2 separate regions of the Sus scrofa genome follow, and region 1 is linked to region 2. Evidence: chromatin contacts called from public HiChIP or PLAC-seq data. All regions are on one chromosome and are shown on one strand. Each heading gives the region's core, a stretch centred on a gene start, on an enhancer-like site or on the middle of the called end of the contact. The rest is flanking DNA. Distances are from core to core; before and after follow the strand shown. Region 1 overlaps WDTC1 (WD and tetratricopeptide repeats 1). Region 2 overlaps LOC106507624 (a long non-coding RNA gene).

Region 1 (3,518 bases), core at 958-3,457, 160 kb before region 2:
TTTTAAAACCATGAGTTTATACTGATACTGATTCCGGTCTAGTACCTCAGAGTTCTTCTTTGCCTTTCCCTATTCCATATTTGAATTTCCCTTCTCACTGTGTGAAAATAACATTGATATATCATATCAATATTGTAAATATATTTATTATATATTAACATTGATATTTTATCCCAACAACACTGATATATTTACTCATTTGATCAATTCTACAATACACATAAAATAGTTAACAGAATTGCTACAATACCACTACAAATGACAAATCTACTAACTAGAACTCAATCAAGATTTCTTTAGTGTATTTGTCCTTAGAATATACAGTGAGTACCATGTTCACAAATTACTTGAGTTAGGAGTTCTCTTTGTAGCTCAGAGGTTAACGAACCCAACTAGGATCCATGAGGATGCGGGTTCGATCACTGACCTCGCTCAGTGGGTTAAGGATCTGGCATTTCCATGAGCTGTGGTGTAGGTCACAGACACAGCTTAGATCTTGTGTTGCTGTGGCTGTGGCTCCGATTCGACCCCCCTAGCGTGGGAACCTCCCTATGCAGAGGGTGTGGCCCTAAAAAAAAAGAAAGAAAATTTACTTGAAATTACCCCTTCCCAACTTTGCTGACTTAATTTTACCTCAATGTGGTTATAAAAGTAAAAACTCTACAAAAAGATTCAGAAGAGCTATTCCCTTTTCTCTACCCCTCCACCCTATGCTTTCTATCCCCTAAAGGTTTATTCTCTTCATTAGTTTCTGCTTATCCATTCTATGCTTAATTTGCAAAAACATGTAGGTACATATATAAATTCCAATTATCCCTCCTTTGGCAATATTATATTAAAATAGCCCTTAAATATATGGATATTCGATTTCATTCATACGAGAAATGTAACTTAAAAGGATATTGAGATACCATTTTTCATCTATCAGAATGGTAAAAAATTCAAAATCTTAACCACACGGTCTGTTGGTGAGTTGTGGAGAAACAGGCACTGTCATGCATCACTACCAGGAAGGCAAAAGGGTGCAACTTCTCAGAGGGAAATTTGGCAATATCTAACAAAACTGCATTTACCCTTTGGTCAGCACTTTCACTTCTAGGCTTTTACCCTGAAGATTCATCTCCAGCAATAAAAAAAAAAATATGCCCAAGGTTATTCATTATGATATTATAATTATAAACTATTAGAAACAACACTAAGAGCCCATACATGGGGAAATTCATTGAATAAATCTTGGTTTATCTATACACTAGAGTATTATGCAGCTGTGAAAAAAAACACTATGAACTGATCTGAGTGATTTCCAAGATATATTAATAAGTATAAAGAGAGCATACGGGAGTTCCCGTCGTGGCGCAGTGGTAACGAATCGGACTAGGAACCATGAGGTTGCGGGTTCGATCCCTGCCCTTGCTCAGTGGGTTAACGATCTGGTGTTGCCGTGAGCTGTGGTGTAGGTCGCAGACGCAGCTCGGATCCTGCATTGCTGTGGCTCTGGCGTAGGCCGGCAGCTACAGCTCCAATTCCACCCCTAGCCTGGGAACCTCCATATGCCGCAGGAGTGGCCCAAGAAATACCAAAAAGACAAAAAAAAAAGAGAGAGAGAGAGAGAGAGAGAGAGCGAGAGAGAGAGAGAGAGAGAGAGAGAGAGAGAGAGAGAGCGAGCATACGGCATTCCTCTGTGACTTCTCATCCTTAGCAAGTCCTCCAAGTCTGGTCAGTCACTCTGTTCTCTCCTTACATGCTCTCTACCTCATCCCCCTAGGAATCCATGATTCATTACTACAGTGGTTCTCTTATACAATATTTACCTGACAAAACCCCAAGACCTGATGTTCTTCTAGCTTTCCTACATCTTCACCTTTCCCTTTCCCTACTGATTCTTTCCCCTTGGGATTAAACATACTCAAATTTCTCTAAAAAGTCCTCCCTTGATGCCAAATCTACATCTAGCCCAGGCCTTTCATTTCTCTTCCCCTTCACAGCCATACTGAAAGGATAGTCTCTACTTGATATTTTTACCTCCTCACTTCCCAATAATTCCTCAACCCACTTCCAGCTATACCACAAAAATGACCTTTGCCAAGGTGGTCACCACTGTGGCTTCCTTGCCCTAAATTAATGGGCACTTCTCAGTCCTTACTTTACTTGGTCCCTGGCAGTATACGATAGTGCTGACCACTCCTTCCTCAATGAAATCCTACTCTGGGTTCTGTGACATCCCCTTTCTGTTTTCCTTCCTGCTCCTCTGGTTGCTCTTTTCTGATAGTATTTGCATACTCTTTGTCCAACTGGCCCTTATATTGGTTTTCGTTATGGCTCTATCCTAGGCTTTCTTCCTACTCTATACACACTTCTCAAAGACAATCACAGCTCGTTATCATTGTCCCAATCTAATGCTGCTCACTGCTCCCAAATCAACATCTCCAATGTGTACCTCAGCTCAGACCAAGTATTCAAACTACCTATCTCAAAAGCACTAGATAACACATGGGCTGTAGCTCCTGAACATTCATAACCAAGCTCATCATCTTTTCCCTCAAACTGAGTCCTTTTTCCACTGCTCCCTCACTCAGTGAATTTACCCGCCAACCAGAAACTTAACTTTCATCCTTGACTCCTCTCTTTTCCTAACTTTTCACATTCAGTCATTCTATTAATCCTACCTCCTTAATGTCTTTAAAATTCTCTGACTTCTCATCATCCAAATTATCATTACCTAGGAGCTCCCAACGTGGCGCAGCAGAAATGAATCTGACTAGGAACCATGAGGTTGAGGGTTTGATCCCTGGCCTCACTCAGTGGGTTAAGGATCTGGTGTTGCTTTGAGCTGTGGTGTAGGTCGCAGACATGGCTCAGATCCTGCATTGCTGCAGCTCTGATGTAGGCCAGCAGCTACAGTTCCAATTGGACCCCCTAGCCTGGGAACCTCCATACACCATGGGGTGCGGCCCTAAAAAAAAAAAAAAAAAAAAAAAAAAAAATTCATTATCTAGGTTCAGGTAACCTACCATCTCCTCTTCTTGAATCACTGCCACTAGCTCTTAAGTGGTCTGGCTGTTCCCAGTTTAAACCTGCAATCTTCGTTTTGAAGCCAAGATTAATTAAAAAAAAAATAAACCAACTTAAGTCTGATCATATTGCTCCATGGTAAAGATCACTGAGGGGCTCTCCACTGCCCTTAGGACAAAATGGACAGTCTTCAACATAGCTTACAGCATCCTTCATAGGAACATCCCACCTGCACTCACCTCATCAACCTCACCCCGTATCCTGTGACTGTCTTCCACTTGTGTTCTGTGACCATCGGTTCTCTTGAACTGAGTACTTTCTACTCTCTCATGCATCATTCATACGCTGTTCCTCTAATCTAGAGCTTTTTCTCTCCCTGTCTCCTCCAAATCCAGCTAGCTCCTCACACCCACCTTTCAGGTATCAGCTTAGACTACGCTTCTCTTAGAAAGCCAAGGTGGGATCTCTCCAGCCCATCATGTTTCACTCATTTGTGAAATTTCTCA
Region 2 (3,545 bases), core at 564-3,063:
CTTGTTGCGCCACAGCAGCAGTTTCTAGAATAAATTCTTAGTCCTCTAGGAATCTACAAAGTCTCTCAGACCTTCCTTTCCTTCGTGCCCCTAACCTGTTCAGGTGACACCAGCAACTGCATCCTCTGGGTCCCCACTGTGCCCAACACTTACTTCAGGACAAAGTGCCCTGTGTGCTTCTCTGCCAGCCTCCCCCTCCAGATTGTCTGCTCCCCAGGGCAGGAACCAGGTCTGATTCTCACTGGATGTGCAGATCGTGGCAGATGCTGTTGGAGGAATTTATGAACACTCTTTTTTTTTTTTTTTTTTTTTTTTTTTGGCCTTCGTCTTTTTAGGGCCATACCCACGGTATATGGAAGTTCCCAGGCTAGGGGTCTAATTGGAGCTACAGCCTCTGGCCTACACCACCGCCACAGCAACACAGGACCCCGAGCTGCGTCTGTGGCATACACCGCAGCTCACAGCAACACTAGATCCTTAACCCACCGTGCAAGGCCAGCGATCAAACCTGCATCCTCATGGATATTAGTCGGGTTTGTTAACCACTGAGCCACAACAGAAACTCCAATTTATGAATATTCTTTTTTTTTTTTCTTTTGTCTTTTCTAGGGCTGCACCTGCGGCATATGGAGGTTCCCAGGCTAGGGGTCTAATTGAAGCTGTAGCCACCGGCCTACGCCATAGCCACAGCCACACCACATCCCAGCCACATCTTCTACCTACACCGCACTTCACAGCAACGTCAGATCCTTAACCCACTGATCCAGGCCAGGGATCGAACCCACAACCTTAGGGTTCCTAGTCGGATTTGTTAGTCACTGAGCCAGGATGAGAACTCCTACATTAGCTATTTTTAACGGCGCCACGACAGGAACTCCTCCAATTTATGAATGTTCTTAATGTGGACCACACTCCACTGCTGGTGAGGGAGCTTTGGATCCTGGGAGGGCAATTCATGCACGTTACCTAACACTTCTCGGCCTCAGTTTCCACATCTGTACAATGAGGATAATATTTCCTATGTGCTGAAAACACAGATGGGAAGGAAATCTTAAGTAACTCCTGCATGTTTTCCCTTTGCCTCTTCTAGTTTCTATTCTCACCCCACCTTCGGAATACGACGAACAGGAACAGGGTCATTTCCTCTGGCTCCCCACCCTGCAAGCCCACAGGAAGTGTTCAGTTAAGTGTCTTCCTTCTACCCCCACATCCTGGCCTGGTTCCTGAATGAAGCAGGGCAGGGAAAATGGTCTCGGGGCCAGGGCACCCATCATGGGTCGTCAAGGAGTGGAGCCTATTTAGCAGAAGCCTTGGGCTTCAATTCTGGGGAGCTGAGAGAAAAGGGGGTGGGGGACCGTGGACCTGAACACCGAAAAGGAAACCCCAAGAGAAAAACTTAAAGGGGGTAGTTTCTGTCGTGGTGCAGCAGAAACGACTCTGACTAGTATCCATGAGGATGTGGGATCCCTGGCCTCGCACAGATACGGCATTGCCGTGTGCTGTGGTGTAAGTCACAGATGCGGCTCAGATCCCTTGTTGCTATGGCCGCGGCGGTGGCCAGCAGCTATAACTCCGATTTGATCCCTAGCCTCGAAACTTCCATTTGCCACGGGGGAGGCCCTCCAAAAAAGCAAAAAAGGAAAGAAAGAAAAAAGAAAAAGGGAGAGAGGCTGAAAGAGGCTCCATGTTCAGATCCCAGCCCCGATGCATCCCAAGCCATAGGAGCCCACCTGTTTTTCTGGTCCCTACTTCCCTGAACAGCTTCTTCCGGGGTTGGAGGGAGGGGCGGGGTGTGGGCGGAATGACTTCCAAATAACTGGGATTCGGGCACCACCTCGTGGCCATTCATGAAACTGCCCACTCAGGCTGAGGGGAGCCCAGAGGTCTAAGAGTAGAGGGAGCCAAGCCAGCCCTCCTCCAAATGTCCAGGCCTCCTTTGCATTTATTGAGCACTAACTGTATTCCAGACTCTGTGCTCAGCATTCTCAGGTCTTTACCACATTTAATTCTTGAAACAGTCTTAAAAGGCAGGTAATACGTAATACCATTTTACAAATCAGTCACAGGAGTTCCTGTTGCGGCCCAGCGTGTTAAGAATCCGACTAGTGGAGTTCCCGTCGTGGCTCAGTGGTTAAAGAATCCGACTAGGAACCATGTGGTTGTGGGTTCGATCCCTGGCCTTGCTCAGTGGGTTAAGGATCCGGCGTTGCCATGAGCTGTGGTGTAGGTTGCAGACGCGGCTCCAATCTAGCATTGCTGTGGCTCTGGCGTTAGGCCAGTGGCTACAGCTCCGATTGGACTCCTAGCCTGGGAACCTCCATATGCTGTGGGAGCAGCCCTAGAAAAGGCAAAAAGACAAAAAAAAAAAAAAAAAAAAAAAAAGAATCCGACTAGTATATATGAGGATGCAGGTTCGATCCCTGGCCTCACTCAGTGGGTTAAGGATCCAGCGTTGGCTTAAAAAGAAAAAAAAAATGCAGAAAGAAACTGAGGCAGAAGCTGAGGCAGAGAGAGGTGAAGGAGTTTTCCTGAGGCTGTGCAGCTACTAAGTGGACCAGAAGAGCTTCTCTCTGTACAGGAGAGCAGCAAAGCAGTCGGTCCTGCCTCTTAGCAGCTGGTTGGCCTTAGGGCCTTTCAGCTTTTTTTTTTTTTTTTTTAGGACCATATCCATGGTATAAAAACAGCCCTTAGCAGCTTCCTACTGATGGGAATAACATGCCAATTCTTTTTTTTGCTTTTTAGAGCTGCACCCATGGCATATGGAAGTCCTCAGGCTAGGGGTCAAATCGGAGCTGTAACTGCCGCCCTACACCGCAGCCGCAGTAATGCCAGATCTGCCAGATCTGCGACATACACCACAGCTCATGACAACGCTGGATCCTTAACCCACTGAGCAAAGCCAGGGATCGAACCCGCATCCTCCTGGATACTAGTCAGGTTTACTACCACTGAGCCACAACAGGAACTCCAGCCTTTTAGCTTTAATTCAAATATTTTTGGTTCAACTATACATCAATAAAATTAAATATATGAATGAATGAATGAGAGTTTCTGCTGTGGCACCCTGGGTTAATGATCTGGCTCTTCTCTGTGGCATTGCTGGTTGGATCCCCAGCCTGGAGCAGCAGGTTAAGGATCTCTCATTGTGGCAGCTACAGCGTATGTTGCAGTAGCGGCTTGGATTTAATCCCAGGCCCAGGAACTTCCATATGCCACAGGGGCGGGGGGAAGAATGAGTAAATAAATTTCCTTTTTTTTTTTTTTTTGGCCGCCCCACGGTATATGGAATTCCTGGACCAGAGATTGGATCCAAGCCACAGCTGCAGCAAGGCAGGGTCCTTTAACCTACTGTGCCGGCCAGGGATTGAACCTATGCCTCTGCGGTTCCCAAACCACTGAGGTTGGATTCTTAACCCACTGCGCTACAGCAGGAACTCCTAATCTAAAAACAAACAAAAAATTGGGGGGGGGTCCTGCTGTGGCGCAATGGGATTGGCAGTGTCACGGGACTGCTGGGATGAAGGTTTGATCCTCAGCCCAGCACA

The links. HiChIP or PLAC-seq counts read pairs in DNA pulled down with a chosen protein or histone mark.
Region 1: a contact with region 2 is called in an H3K27ac HiChIP or PLAC-seq map of alveolar macrophages. The contact joins two enhancer-like sites. A contact is called at or near these places in 1 of 47 Hi-C or Micro-C datasets (omental adipose tissue) and 1 of 2 datasets of contacts at active chromatin or transcription factors (alveolar macrophages).

The regions. Positions count from the first base shown.
Region 1 is chr6:84,496,565-84,500,082 of Sscrofa11.1, reverse strand. The region is part of intron 2 of WDTC1 (WD and tetratricopeptide repeats 1); the gene reads right to left. Among named protein-coding and RNA genes, the nearest start is that of WDTC1, 13 kb to the right of the region's middle. Within about 2 kb of position 2,207, at least 4 of the 83 cell types and tissues checked have an H3K27ac peak or open chromatin away from gene starts, as enhancers often do. A contact at or near this core is called in alveolar macrophages, where this site is marked.
Region 2 is chr6:84,334,674-84,338,218 of Sscrofa11.1, reverse strand. The region is part of intron 1 of LOC106507624 (a long non-coding RNA gene); the gene reads left to right. Among named protein-coding and RNA genes, the nearest start is that of FAM46B, 25 kb to the right of the region's middle. Within about 2 kb of position 1,813, at least 27 of the 83 cell types and tissues checked have an H3K27ac peak or open chromatin away from gene starts, as enhancers often do. A contact at or near this core is called in alveolar macrophages, where this site is marked.